Linked DNA regions of Mus musculus: region 2 is linked to region 1. Evidence: chromatin contacts called from public promoter capture Hi-C data. All regions are on one chromosome and are shown on one strand. The core of a region is the stretch at or near the end of the contact, and the rest is flanking DNA. Distances in the headings are between cores, read along the strand shown.

Region 1 (6,923 bases), core at 1,670-4,169:
CTGGTCCTCATATTCAAACTGCTCCTGCTCCAGAAATATTCCCTGGCTAGTATGTGCAGAAATTGTAGACATACCTATTGGGTCAGATCACAAGATCATACATAGTCCTCTGGGCTTTGTTAAGTTTCAGTTTTCTGCAGAGCTCTCTCTGATGCAGCCAGAAGCGCTTTGAACAGTAAGAGCTACACACTCATGTGTAGGAGTGCTTTGAACAGTAAGAGCTACACACTCATGTGTAGGAGCGCTTTGAACAGTAAGAGCTACACACTCATGTGTAGGAGCGCTTTGAACAGTAAGAGCTACACACTCATGTGTAGGTCTAAGGAAAAGCAATCAGAATGCAGTGAGATCTTAGGATGCTCTAATAACATGGCATTAGTATGTTCCCCTCTAAGGTTTCAACCTAACAAGTCACCTGCGGCAGCTTCTAAGCATGATGTAACTTCTATTGATGAGGCTTTAAGTCCCATTGGACAGCTTCTGCATAGGTCAGATATTGAGTGGCACTGTGGCATCTTTACGGCTGGAATGACATACAGGACATTGCTGTGGCACACTGGTATAAGAGCTAAGCAGGGCTACTGATTTCTTCTCTCCCTTGGAACCTGGCAAAGCACCTTAAATCTGTATGGATAACTCGTCCCTGTTCAGATCTTCATGTCAGATCCAACTGCAATCCCGTGAGTCTTCTGTCTGAAGTGCAAGGTGATTGCACCCTTGGGAAGAGGGAATAGCTATTGTCACAAGAGTTTATAGGACAACAAAATTATATTTTCTTTAAAGATTGACTGCGCAGAAAATAGTCTTTTGTCTAATGAGCAGCATTCAGCAGCAATAAAGAGGCCAGAACATCTCCAAAATTAACCGGCATAATGAAGCACTTTGGTGAATAGGAGTTTCTCAAGGGAAAAATAAATTGAAAGGTCTTGAAACCTTCTGTACAGCTAGTAGAGAAAGATCCTGTCTTTACGAGTATGAAAAAGCAGATTACACTTTTTTTAATGTTTGCATCACCAAGGCCACGGGAAAACCAGCAATGTGGAGAATGGCAGGAGCCCAGAGCAGAGCAAAGACCAAAACAACTCTCTGTGAGAGAATCAGAGCATGCTCACAATGGAGAATTAACTGCGGGGCTCACTCCCTATGTTGGCCAGCACTGGCTTCCTCCATTCTGCATGGGCAAGTGTCTGCTGTCTTGAGTACAATCTCCTGTGAGACCCTGGGGGTGGAGGTCCGGGGACCTGTAAACAGGATACCGTTTTGTGGGGATTATAGCCAGTACAATTAACAGCAAACATTGCAGGGGAATCAGAGACTTGCAAAATTCACTTTCAATGGGAAAGAAATGCAAATAATGTCTGACCTGAGGCAGGAACAGTTCCACCCATTAACAATTACTACCTATCCTTCCAATAACTGGGAGCTCGATGGTTACATTCCACTCAATGGAAGCCCATCCTAGAGGAAGTCTAGAGCAACAGAAAGGACAGCGCAGATGTTTTAAGAACTCTTGCATCTCCTGTCAGTGACAATCAGAGATAAATTTTCAGAGAGTCGGGCAGATCTAAAGATTAACAGGACATTGATGGGAAGTAAACATGAGAGAGAGGCAAAGAGAACGATGGATTCCTGATCAGGTTCCAAACAATACAGACTCCCCATTCCCTACCAGCCTGTCTATACTACACAGTGCTTAAAATACATACAACACAGATCATGAAGCAGCAACTCCTAGGTTGTGCCAAGTGTCAAAGAGTCTCTGAGTGTGGAGTGAGGATTAAAGACAGGAGAGGCCGAAAAAAGATGCAGAGCCAAGAAATAGACTTGGGAGGACTGCTGGTCAATACCACAGCAGCCTCAAGTTTATTATTCACCGCCCTTTTATACCTCATATTACCATGGGCAGCAAAGCTACAAGATAACAGAAACACTGGCAGAAATATACACAATGTTCATAAACTTCTTCAACAAGTCCAAGCCCTGATAATGTCATGTTGACCGGAACCATTGTGGGCCAAGCGGACATTATCTCTTTTTTTAAAACTCTCAACTGTAAAGTAGGGATGGAGGTCCTTTCAAAAGTTTAGAAAATACAGCCCTCAAGGTGAAACATGATGTGAGCTCGTCTCGATCCCACTCTGCCTTGTAGACATTCCTGCCAGTGTATCCACTCCATGCGTTTCTTCAACCCTAGTCCAAGATTTTCAGTGCATTCAGGCAGATCTGTTGGCAGTGTCCCAGAATTCCCCTAAACGACACCTGTAGTACCTCGGATTTTTCCTCTCTTAATTCTTTACTGGCAGAGAAAAGTGAACACAGTCAGACCTCAAGGCCATTGCTATAAGCTGGCTACAGAGTACACGGGGACCAGAAACCCTTTTACTCTAAAGACACAAAGGACTCTGGCAGCATCCAGGTGAGATGGGGGCAGCCAGGAATGCGCGTTTCCAGCAATGCAGGTCTGTGGGCTCTGGCACTCTCTCAGGAGCAGGTAGTCAGCTCATCACCATTAGTTTGCAATCTAGTCCCCCACTACCAAGCTGCTCCAGTGTACCAGAGAACCAAGGCAGACTCGGGCTGCTCTCGGTGTTCTAAAGGAAACCTTCACTCAGGACACAATCCCAAAAGGCCAGTCCCCTCACTCCAAAACTGCAGCCTCAGCGGTCCCAGCCAGTTCAGCACAGCAAGTCCTGGCAGCTGCTTCCGCCCTCCCACCCAGCCCAGAAGCGCTCCCTCCAAGACAGAGCCCTGCTCTGGCACCCACCCCAGTCTATGCTGCTTCCTTGAACCAACCTCCCTGACACAGACCCCGCACAGAGCCCCAAGCAACGCTGCTGACTGGACCAACCTTCTTGTCAGAGACAACTGGAATAGATAGCCGCATAGGATTTCCGCCCAACTTTGAGGAAGAGGCACAAGTACAAACCTGAAGTCAGAAGGGGATTTCCTGGAAGGCTCCCAGTGGTCACAGCGGTGCGGACTACATCTCCCAGAAGTCTGTGCGAAGGAAATCCCAGAACCCAGGGTGGGTGACTTCTACTGTTTGGAGAGGTACGTGGATGGTAACACAAAGTAGAAGGTTGAAGGAGGAAGCCTTTTCTGCAGAAAAGCTATGGGTAATGCGACCCCATTTGGTTTCGGACCCCAGAACCACATCGGAGATGTACGGATATGAGTCGAGCCTTTGACAGAAACATATGGCTTACAAGTCATTTCTAGTTGTAAGTTTAATATTACTACTTCTTGAAAAAAACAAAAAAACAAAAAACGTTGACTTAGTAGTTCGTTAAAATAACAAAGCAATACACTAACCTACGTGGGAAGGAAACGTAACTTTATAAAAGGATGTTTGAAACCAACCTTGGTGTGCCTGACTATGCTCCTAGCTCCTCAGTAACTTTTGACAAATGGACTTGCGGTACAAAGCTGGCTTGGTTTCTGCCCCAACAAACTTGTATACTGTTGTTTGTGTTTCTACTTTTCGAATATATAGAAATAATTCCTCCAGGGCATTGCTAATATTACATATACAGGAACACATGCTGTTTGAGCAGGCCAAGGAGGTTGACTCTGAAGATAAAATTTGACATTCCCAAGCCACACCCAAGCAAGTGTCTATCTAACATTCCTCTAAATCTCTTGTCCCGAGTTAATGCCCCAGACTCTCAGACATTGGAAAGGAGATCAACAAGCAGCCCAAGGAGGCATTGATTAAAACCAGCTAACAGGCTACCTATGTCCAACAGAGACTACTACTGTTGATCTGTTGGTAGAAAGGTGTCTGTAATAAAAGCAGGTCACACATCCAGTCATTTCTCCAACTTGTTGTATGTAGTTGAGACATAAATGCAAAGGCTTTGAGTTGTACTGTAGAAACAAGAGTATACAGAGCACAAACATTTTAAATTGGTATCCACCCTCACCTGCAACTAGGATTTCTTTCTGAGAGCCCTCAGAAATCAGTGTACATGGGACTGCTCACAAAACAGCCAGGGGATCACATGGAGTCAATGCCTTGGCCATTCCTTAGATCCTGTGAACTAAAGGCAGGTACTAAAACATCAGCTGCAGTGGAGTCTACTCCACTGTGGAACACAGACCCAAAGTAGCCTCTAAGAGTACAGAAGCATAGACTATGGGTGCTGAAATAAACACTGGAACCTTACAGATTAATTCCCATAATGACCTCAACCGAATGGAACCAGTCTCTGCACTCTCACTACTAATTCAATCCTGTGGTTATACTCAGAGAACCTGATAATTTGCTGTATGTAGGTGTATTTGTGCCCCCATGTTTATTGCTCTTTATTCCCAACAGTAAACAACCAGAATCAACATAGATATCCATGAAAATATTAATGGAAAACAATTTGGTAAATATAAATATTTATTACAGAGAGAGAGAGAGAGAGAGAGAGAGATGCTCTTTGGATCTAAGATACTGTAATCACAAATTTTACTAAGAAATGGACTGACATAGTATGTATGATATTGATATTACTTAGTTTTATAAAGGTAAACACTGCATGTTCTTCTAGGTGTTTAATCTAGACAGTACTATATGTATATATGTGAAGAAATTTTCATGTGGGTACAGTATATTGCAGGCATAATGTTATTGTACGCTGTGTAAAGATTATCCTTGTATTATTCAAATCCTGATTTCTCAGCCCCCATATATGGTTGTAATCCAGACATGACATTGTAGTGCTTATTTTAAGTATCTCCCCTCTCAAGTGTGTGCAAACATTATTCCCCACTTATTATCTGACTTGTTAATAAAAGCTGATCAGCCAATGGTTAGGCAAAAGAGAGAATAGGGCGGGACTTCTGTTAGACAAAGGAAGAATAGAGGACAGGCCAGGAGGAAGCAGTCCAGGAGAGACATCATGGAAAAACACCTGAATCCCAGAGAGCAACATCAAAACTAAAATACAAGTATCTCAGGGTTTTTGGGCAGGGAGGTAGCCAGATTACCTTAGAGGATTCGAATAGATTAACTGCCCAGTTATTGTGTTATAAAGCTTATCACATAAACCTTAAATTCTCTATTGGATTCATTTGGGATCTAGCTAGGGATCACTAAAATCTGTCCACATTTAAAATGTATTTAGAATAAGTATGTCATTTAGAAAAGAGAATAATAAAGGTTAACTATTAGGGCACGAGGAAAGATTTAAAGAAGGTAATGAACATTGGTTGTCAAGAGGAAATAAGATAACTGATTATCAATCTTCATGTCCATGGTGGATTTTGGTTTTCATGGTATATAAACGCATAAAAGATAGTCAGTGGAGACTGTCTTAATCAAATGTGAATGCATTAGATTCTATTCTGAATGTCCATCCGAACTGTGCAGAAGGTCATGTGCTCTGCAATCTTCAGGTTTTGTTTTGTGTAATTGTAATGTGATTTAAATTTTTTTCAATACTTTATATAATAGGGCTTAATGTTTTAAAGACTGAGAAATGAGCAATGCCACCTGAGAGTCTGAGTCTGTTAAACTATGTACTCCTGACATGCTATGTGTGTCCTACACTATTTATTCCTAAAAGTAGGTGTCTCTGCTGTAAGACCCCAATTCAATGTGTTTCTTAGACTCCCTAGAAATGAAGCCCAGCATGGAGTTCTTTGTTCTTTTGCCTTCAGCCTGAGAGAACGATGACCACTGGGTGACCCACTCAGGCGCCTGTCCAAATATTGTAAGGGATCAAGAATGTTTGCCGGGCTGGTGAGATGGCTCAGTGGGTAGGAGCACCCGACTGCTCTTCCGAAGGTCCAGAGTTCGGATCCCAGCAACCACATGGTGGCTCACAACCACCCGTGACAAGATCTGACTCCCTCTTCTGGGGTGTCTGAGGACAGCTGCAGTGTACTTACATATGATAAAAATAAATAAATCTTAAAAAAAAAAAAAAAAAAAGAATGTTTGCCCAAGCTAGCCTGTAACCCTTCTGTGAGAGATGAGCTGTAATTCACCATCCCCATTCTTACATTGTTTACTCAGCTCCCCATTCTTTTTGTTTGTTTATTTTGTTTTTTGAGACAGGGTTTCTCTGTATAGCCTTGGCTGTCCTGGAACTCACTTTGTAGACAGCTTCCCCATTCTTTGTGGTCTTAACATCCCCTCACTGTGTGGTTTACTCTTTAAAAACCCTCTGCTGGGGTCGATCTCCTCTGCCCCTGTGCAGGTAATGAGCTCAACCTCAGCATGCTGATTCCCGAATAAACCTCATGAGGTATTGCATCAAGAACGGTTTCTCTCAAGTTATTGGGGCGTCAGCTCATCCTGGGACTTGAGGGAGGGTCTCCCTGAAACGGGGGTCTTTTGCTGCTAAACTATTAAGTCCTGACAATGAGTCTCTGCTCTATCCTATTTCCTCCTAAGAGTGTGAGTCTCTGCTACACTAGTCACTTATGCCCTGGTCCCTTGAGAAGCTTCCCCCACAGATTATAGCTCTGAAAGACTCATTCTCTTCTAGAACAAATGTATATTCATAGAGGTCATTTCCATTTGAATTATATCTGCCTCCATGTTACTGACGAAACTGATAACTAAGTCTACAGAGACCCCCAAGCACAAAGAACACATTCAGTCACATGCACATAGCAAACCTGGTCTTTGTTCAAACTGACTTGCTGGCCACTTCTTAGCCATTTTTTTTTTTTAATGGAACATTTCCACACAGAAGCCTTTCAGTGTTACTGAAGAGGATGGGCTTTAAAGCTTGAGGGTGTGACCCCTCCTTTTCAATGTGTTATTCATTTCTCTGTTGTGCCCTTCCCCCAGGCTGCTCAGACCTTGCATGGCATAGTTGCTAGCCCACCTAAGGTGGAGTCCTCTGACCTAGATCAATTCTCTTGTCCTGCCAAGTCTGCAGCTTTCCTTGAAGAAGCCACTAACTACTGAGAGGCCCAACCTG
Region 2 (6,923 bases), core at 2,510-5,009, 360 kb after region 1:
AAACACATACAAAGCTTCTCAGAGGGAAGGAAGAGGATTGTCGGGGTTAACATCATGAAGGAAAAGCCCCTTGATAGTAAGAGATTTCCACCAAAACACAACTTCTCAATACATGTTTTACAAATTGACTTGTCACTTGTGAGCTCTGCTCACTCATTCCTACACACCTAGATGGATGGCCGCTGATTCTTTCCTCTTCATGCTCCACGGATCTGAACTCTGCTCCAGAAATGTGACCAGGTATGGCTTAGAGAAAGCAAGACCTGTTTGGAAAAGGAACAAGAGGCTTGTCTCTTTTCCAGGAAATTAACATTTGAATCAAGTTCTCTGCATAGAAGAAAAATGTAGAGATGATAAAGGACTGTGGGAAATTTTATGTGTAATTATTTCTGGAAAGTCAGGATGCATAGGAGTAACTTACAACCTACAGATCCTGACCCTCATGATAAGAAAAAGTATTAAAGCTAACAGGTCAGACATTTTCTTTAATACGTGTGTCCTGTGCTTCATGGCAGCTTCTAACATTGCCTCTGCGGGTGAATACTTTGCACATAAATCTGTTAAAAACACAAAAAGAAATGAGTTTCTTGGCTATGTGAACAAGAGTTTGCTTTCAAAATGGCCACACGGAACAATCAACAAGCTAGGCAATGGTGGTGCGTGCCTTTAATCCCAGCATTTAGGAAGCAGAGGACAGGCAGCTTTCTGAGTTTGAGGCCAGCCTGGTCTACAGAGCAAGTCCAGGAAAGCCAGTAGCACACAGAGATACCCTGACTTGAAAAACCAAAAGTAGTAGGGAGAAAGAAGGAAGGAAGGAAGGGAGGGAGGGAGGGAGGGAGGGAGGAGCTAGTTAAAAGCACAAGCTCCCATGAACTATTCTTCAAAGACAGGCAAGCAGTCCCATGCTGACAGTGAAAAAGAGTTCACAATGGAAGTGATCCTCACCCAGGAACACAAGGTTGCTGTAATTCTCCAACATCACTTCCTTATACAAATTCCACTGAGCAGAGTCCAGACATTCACACTCATCTGCAGAGAAATCAATGGCCACATCTGTGAATGACAGAAGGTCCTGAAATAGAAATAAATGAATAGTATAAATTACACAAATAGAACAATTAATGATGTTAATACCAAAGTCAGCAAGCATAAAGTCACCTTTTGTGCAAGGTGAGGGGAGAGCTAGAAATGGTTCTAAATTGGTATGTAATGTTGGTTACATTCTTATTGAAACAAATAATTTTACATTTAAATTGCTTAAAAGCCTGTCTTCCAGGCTTCTGAAATACACACTACAGGACTGTCACACACAGTCACGATTCTGTGCAATAGTACCCTAAGTGTCATACTCCTACCTGACTCCATTGTGCACACGCTGGCCAATACTTCCTGTGCCTCTCTCCCTCAGATCACTGGCCCATTGGAGACACCTGTGTTATTTCCAAATTCTGTGAGATTTATTTCTTTGGAGTCTCTCTATGGCTAAGATCATCTTTTACTTGCCTTTCCAGGTCTGAAGTAATAATCCCATTCATATTGTCACAGACAATCCCCCCTGTTCTGAGGCTCAACTGGACTACGCTGCACATAAGTGCATATACATGTGAACCAATGTAGCGCCTCTACTTTCCTTGCTTTGCAAGACCTTCTGCAGCCTGTCAAAAGATTTCCTGATGATGACGGCACAATGCAAAGTCACGGGTGTTCCCTGAGCAGTCTGCAGCAGTTCTTTCTAGCTCCAAATTTTCAGATGTGAGTAATATAGCATGAAGTAACCATGGAAATCAGGGAAGTATAAAGGGAGCATGTGGGGAGGGGCATGAGAAATGCGTAGCAGGACACAGGTGATCTGAAGTGGGAAAGGGAAAACCTACGGGGAAGGGGGGTCAACTGGGAAAATGGTGGGAGGTCAACACAGATGGAGAAAGGGTAGAATAAACCTGGAGGGGGTTTCAATTGGCAAGAAGAAAGGAGGTCCATACAGATGGAGAGGAAGGGCGAGATAAGGAAAACGAATACCAAACCTCATGAAATCATATTATTTTATACTTACTGAAACTTATACACTATATATTATATGCAAACTTAGACAAAAACCACAAGAGCTCTCAACCCCAGAGCTAACTCTCTAGGCCTCGTGATGTTTAACTTTTTAAGTCATTTATTTTTATTTTTGTGCATATGTTGTTGCCATCTTGTATGATGGTGCACCACATGGTTACCCTGGAGACCAGAAGATGTTATTGGTTCCCTGGAACTGCAGTTATAGACAATTATGAACCACTGTGTGCCTGGTGGGGGCTGAACAATGTTCCTTTGCTAGAGAAACAAGTGCCTCTATTTAAAAAATAAATTATTTTTGATAATCTTAGGTAGCACACGTAACCTTAAATTTGACATTTTCTTTTAAATAGGTCTGTTTGATAAATATATTAAATATAAATGTGTATATGTATATATTAAATGCATGCATGTGTGACCTGTGATATAAGCATTTTGCTGTATCACCTCTACCTTCTAAGAAACGGGATCTAAGGTACAAGAAAATGTACTTTTCACACCATAAAATGTAAAATGACATGTTCTTAGTTTCCTGAACATTAATGGCATTGACTAGAAAGTGTCCATATTATTGTAATTATAGTTAGATAATACATAGAAAATACTGGTATTATGATAATGTAGTTTAAAGCCCATGCTTCTTAGGTATAGATTTGAATGCTGTAAGTCAGTCTCCAGCACACAAATCAATTTGACTGAAGTGTGGCAAAAACAGCACAAAGGACAGAGTGAGCAAAGGCTGTATACAAAGCACGGGGTGAGCAGCTGGCTGTATACAAATGCCATGGGGAGCAGACTGTTGTATACAATCACAAGACCTTTAGTGAGCCACATTTCTTCAACCCCATCTCTCAATCTTTCCACACAATACAAATACCTGGGCAACTTATCTCTCCTTTCACAAAAGGAGTCCAAATTTCTGACATCGCAGTCTCTGGTGCAATTGTATGTGGTAATATTCTCTAGTATTTTCCACTCTGCAGTGTTGTAGGATCAGTGATAGCTGGGAAGGTACAAAGCTCAGAGTGCCCCCTCGATGAGAATTTTTTTTTTTTTTTTTTTTTGCCTCATACAGGTGTGTGAATGTGAGGGTTCTGTCACAGTGGGTAAAGGAGTGATTCCTATCCAAAGTGAGCCGCCCTGAAAACAATTTATCACAAAGAAAACGGGACGAACATCCCATACACCAAACTCCCCCGCCAGAACTCACTGTCCTGGAAACTATGAGCCACACGAACTCAAAACAAGAGTCCTGGGCCTGTCATAGAATATGGGAGGGCTCAGAAAAACCCACTTGCTCTAGATTTCCTGAGGGATCTGACAACAGCAATGTGAAAGCTAGTAACAGCAAGCTTCCCCAGCCAAGGTGCTGTGTGAGCTTTCATCACAGCCTGTCTCTGGCATGGTCAGCCAAGCCACCCCTAAGCCTAGATCTGCACTGCACATCCAAATGGGCTTCTCTCCGCCTCCTGCCCAGCCCTCCCCCGCTCCCTGCACGCCGGACCCGCCTACCCGCAGAGTTCCTGGATTTGCAAGTCTAGGCTGCACCCGGGACCAACCTTCATGTTAAGCGCGAAGAACAAGCCACACTGTCCCAACTTTGAGAACACCGCAGAGTTTGGAGAATCACAAACGTAAAAAGAACCCGGAAGCACAGAGAGCAGAGTCCTGTCTAGCGGGGTCATACAGAAAGAGAGAGAGAGACTACATTTCCCAGAAGTCTACGCGAAGGACTACCCGGAACCAAAGAAGGCAAAGAATTTAAAGCGCATGGATTGTATGTAACTGGAATTAGGCTGCTTTTAAAAATCCCAAATTTACAAAGGGCATTTTGAGAATATGAGTCCAGCCTTTAACGGTAATATGTATTAGATTTACTTCTTACTCTGATCAATGCTGTGACTTAAAAAGCTCAGGGGTTCCTAGAATCTTATGGGGGGCAGAAAAAAAATCACATTGAGTCAATTTTACTTTAAAATAACGGAGCAAGAAGCTACTTTAGGGCACACCACAAACTCTTTAGGATAGTTTTTGAAACCAAGTTTCCTGGAAATATTCTGAAATCTCAGCTACTCTGGGGTTTGAGACAGAAGAATCACAAGTCTATGTCCCAAATTACACAGTACCAAAAGAGATGGGGGCTACTCACTGGTGAAGCACTTGCCTGGAGTGAAGGAGGCCTTGGTTTAATACCCATTATGACACTAAATCAAAGAGGAAAAAAAAATAACCGAACAGATTTGATGTGTACACTGAAATCCACGGTTTGGGGCGTGGACTAGGGAACACAGATGTCTCTTACCTATAAGTCCCAGAAACCCTTTGAGATTTTCATCTGTCCTTAGTCCCCTTGTCCACACGTTCCTCCGATATCCGTGTAAACAATTTAACATTTGAGAGAGCTTCACCAGATTCTCTTTCACAATCTCATACAACTATTCACCACCAAATGTTCTTCCTGGCTCCTCTCCCAGTTAGAGGAAAACTGGTCTTGGAATCAGTATGGTGTGTGAACTGACTCCTGACCCACTATCCAACACTCATCATAAGATTTCTCTCTGTATTACTTCGGATCTGCCCTATTCAACTTCCAGTCTCTTTCTGGACTCCTTACATTACTCCCATTCATGTGGAAGTACTTAAAGGTTCTTTTGTTTTGTTTTGTTTTTTGCTTGAAGTTCACTCTATTCCCTCATCTCATAACACAGGAATGAATCTTCCTTTAATACAAAGGTATCAGAAATATGTTCCTGATCATACAGAATGAACTCATTGCAAGAAAGGGGCTGGACTGACACCACGGAGTGATGGGACTCCCTATCTCGTGTGTATGTATTCCTGTACTGGTAACATCTGAGACCCAACGATAAACCCCACGAGAGGAAAGAGTTTGTTTTCGTGCCATGGTCACTGATTCACAATGAGATTACTTCTTGGATGAGAGAGTGGGAAGATCAGATTGTTCTTTTTTTGTTTCATCACCAGAAAGAAATTGTGCTGGGTTTTATATCAATTTGACACAAGCTAAAGTCATCAGAGGAGGAAGCCTCAGTGAGAAAAAGCCTCTATATGGTTGGGCTGTGGGCAAGCCTGTAGGGCATTTCATCTTCACAATAAGTAATAGATGTAGGAGGGCCTAGGATGTTGTGGGTGGTGCCAACCTTGGGCTGGGGTCCTGGGTTCTCTAAGAATCAGGCTGAGTAAGCAACACCTCTCCATGGCCTTGCATCTGCTCCTGCTTCCAGATTCCTGCCCTGTTTGAGGTTCTGTCTTGGCTTTCTCCAATGGACAGTAGTCCAGGATATGTAAACCAAATAAACCCTCTTGTCCCCGTGATTGCTATTCTTGACACTTGACTACTTTCTGGAATTAACTGGATTCCGGAAATGGAGGATACCCTGTGAGGGATTTTTCTGCTTGGTTTGAAGTCAGTGGTTTCGCTTCTAGTCCAGTCTTTTGAGATAGGGAGGCACATGACTTTGATCCCAACCTTGAGCTGGGAAGATACACCTTTCATCTGGACCACACCGTCTTCTCAAATCCTATAAAACAATGAGTTTTAACCTGTGGGTTATGTCCCCCTTCAGGGTCGAACAATCCTTTCACAAGAGGGGAGATGACTGGGGTGGGACTCGGTTAAAGCAGGACAGAATCCATCCCGCTCCTATGTGAAGATGAGGTAGGTCCAAGTGATTCTTGGGACTGTAGATGCTGGATCCCTTCAGACACTGATGGTCCTGGAATGGTTCAATGTGGGGACTATAAGACAGGGGAATCTACTCCTCCCCCACAGGGCCCAGAACAGAGAGAGTCTAGGAATCTTTCTTAGGATTTTATTCAGCCTCTGAGTCATTGACTGGATAACTAAACAGAGGAGCCTTGCTTAAAAACACAGAATTTCAGCTAAGGAGGAGGGAGACCCAGCAGTCCAAACAGTCTGGTGTCTCCTGTGCTGGCTAGTCTTACGTTAACTCAAAAGGAAGGGACCTTGAGAAAATGTCTCCATAAGATCCAGCTGCAGAGCATTGTTTTAGTGATTAACTCTGAGGGTGTATCCTTATAGATGCTGTCATCCCTGGGCTAGTGGTCCCATGTTCTATATGAAAACAGGCTGAGTAAGCCATGCTGAGCAAGCCAGTCAGGAGCACTCCTCCATGGCTTCTGCATCTACTCCAACCTTGAGGTTCCTATCCTGACTCCTTTGATCATGAACAGTGATATGGAATTTTTAGCCAAATAAACCCTTTCTTCCCCAACTTGCTTTTGGACATAGTGCTTCACCGCAGAAACTTTAACCCTAGGACAGAAGTTGCTACCAGGACTGTAGAGTACTGCTGTGACAGATACGGCCATATTGCTGGGGGTTGGGGGGAGTGTGTAAGGACTTTGAAACCTTGTCCTAGAAGAGCCCTTGAGTATTCAGAGCTCAGTGAGCTGTTCTGAGATTTGAAGATAAGAATGTTGGAAGCAGTATAGTTTACAGAATAATGGCTTGTGAAATTCCAGAGGGAAACAAAGACTCTACCAGGCCACTAAGAACCTGTGGCGTCAGGTCCATTGGAGCTGAAGAATCACCTGTGATTAACAAGAGACCAGAACCGATAAAATAAAACCTTTGTTTTTCTGAGACAATTAATGTTGGTTAGCTGGAGCTGAGAAATTAGCAGTGATTAAGAAGAGACCAGCATCATGGAGGTGAAATCTAGTGCTTCCAGAAAGTCAGCACACAGAAATTGTGACCACAGCTTGGCAGCCTCACTTGGTAATTTAAGAGTCACCCAAGTGGTACTGGTCTTACAGCCATGAAGAGGCCATGCAGAACAGCTGAGGCTTGGCACTGTGAGAAGCCAGGAGAGCCATTG

Evidence for each region. Capture Hi-C pulls out chosen DNA fragments and counts their contacts.
Region 2: a promoter capture Hi-C map of liver shows a contact between it and region 1, with 3 times the contacts expected there. The contact joins the promoter of Zfp85 here to the promoter of Zfp429 in region 1. A contact is called at or near these places in 5 of 39 promoter capture datasets (the C10 cell line, hippocampal neurons, liver and 1 more), 1 of 115 datasets of contacts at active chromatin or transcription factors (bone marrow-derived macrophages) and 2 of 9 other capture datasets (adipose tissue and liver).

What each region holds. Positions count from the first base shown.
Region 1 is chr13:67,396,848-67,403,770 of GRCm38.p6, forward strand. Zfp429 (zinc finger protein 429) reads right to left here and starts at 2,920. Exons shown (of 4, transcript NM_001080941.1): 1 at 2,849-2,920. The coding sequence starts at 2,884.
Region 2 is chr13:67,751,443-67,758,365 of GRCm38.p6, forward strand. Zfp85 (zinc finger protein 85) reads right to left here and starts at 3,760. Exons shown (of 4, transcript NM_001001130.3): 1 at 3,621-3,760; 2 at 946-1,072; 3 at 168-263. The coding sequence starts at 3,626. Zfp85os (zinc finger protein 85, opposite strand) reads left to right here. Exons shown (of 3, transcript NR_027969.1): 2 at 1,546-1,752; 3 at 3,137-5,396.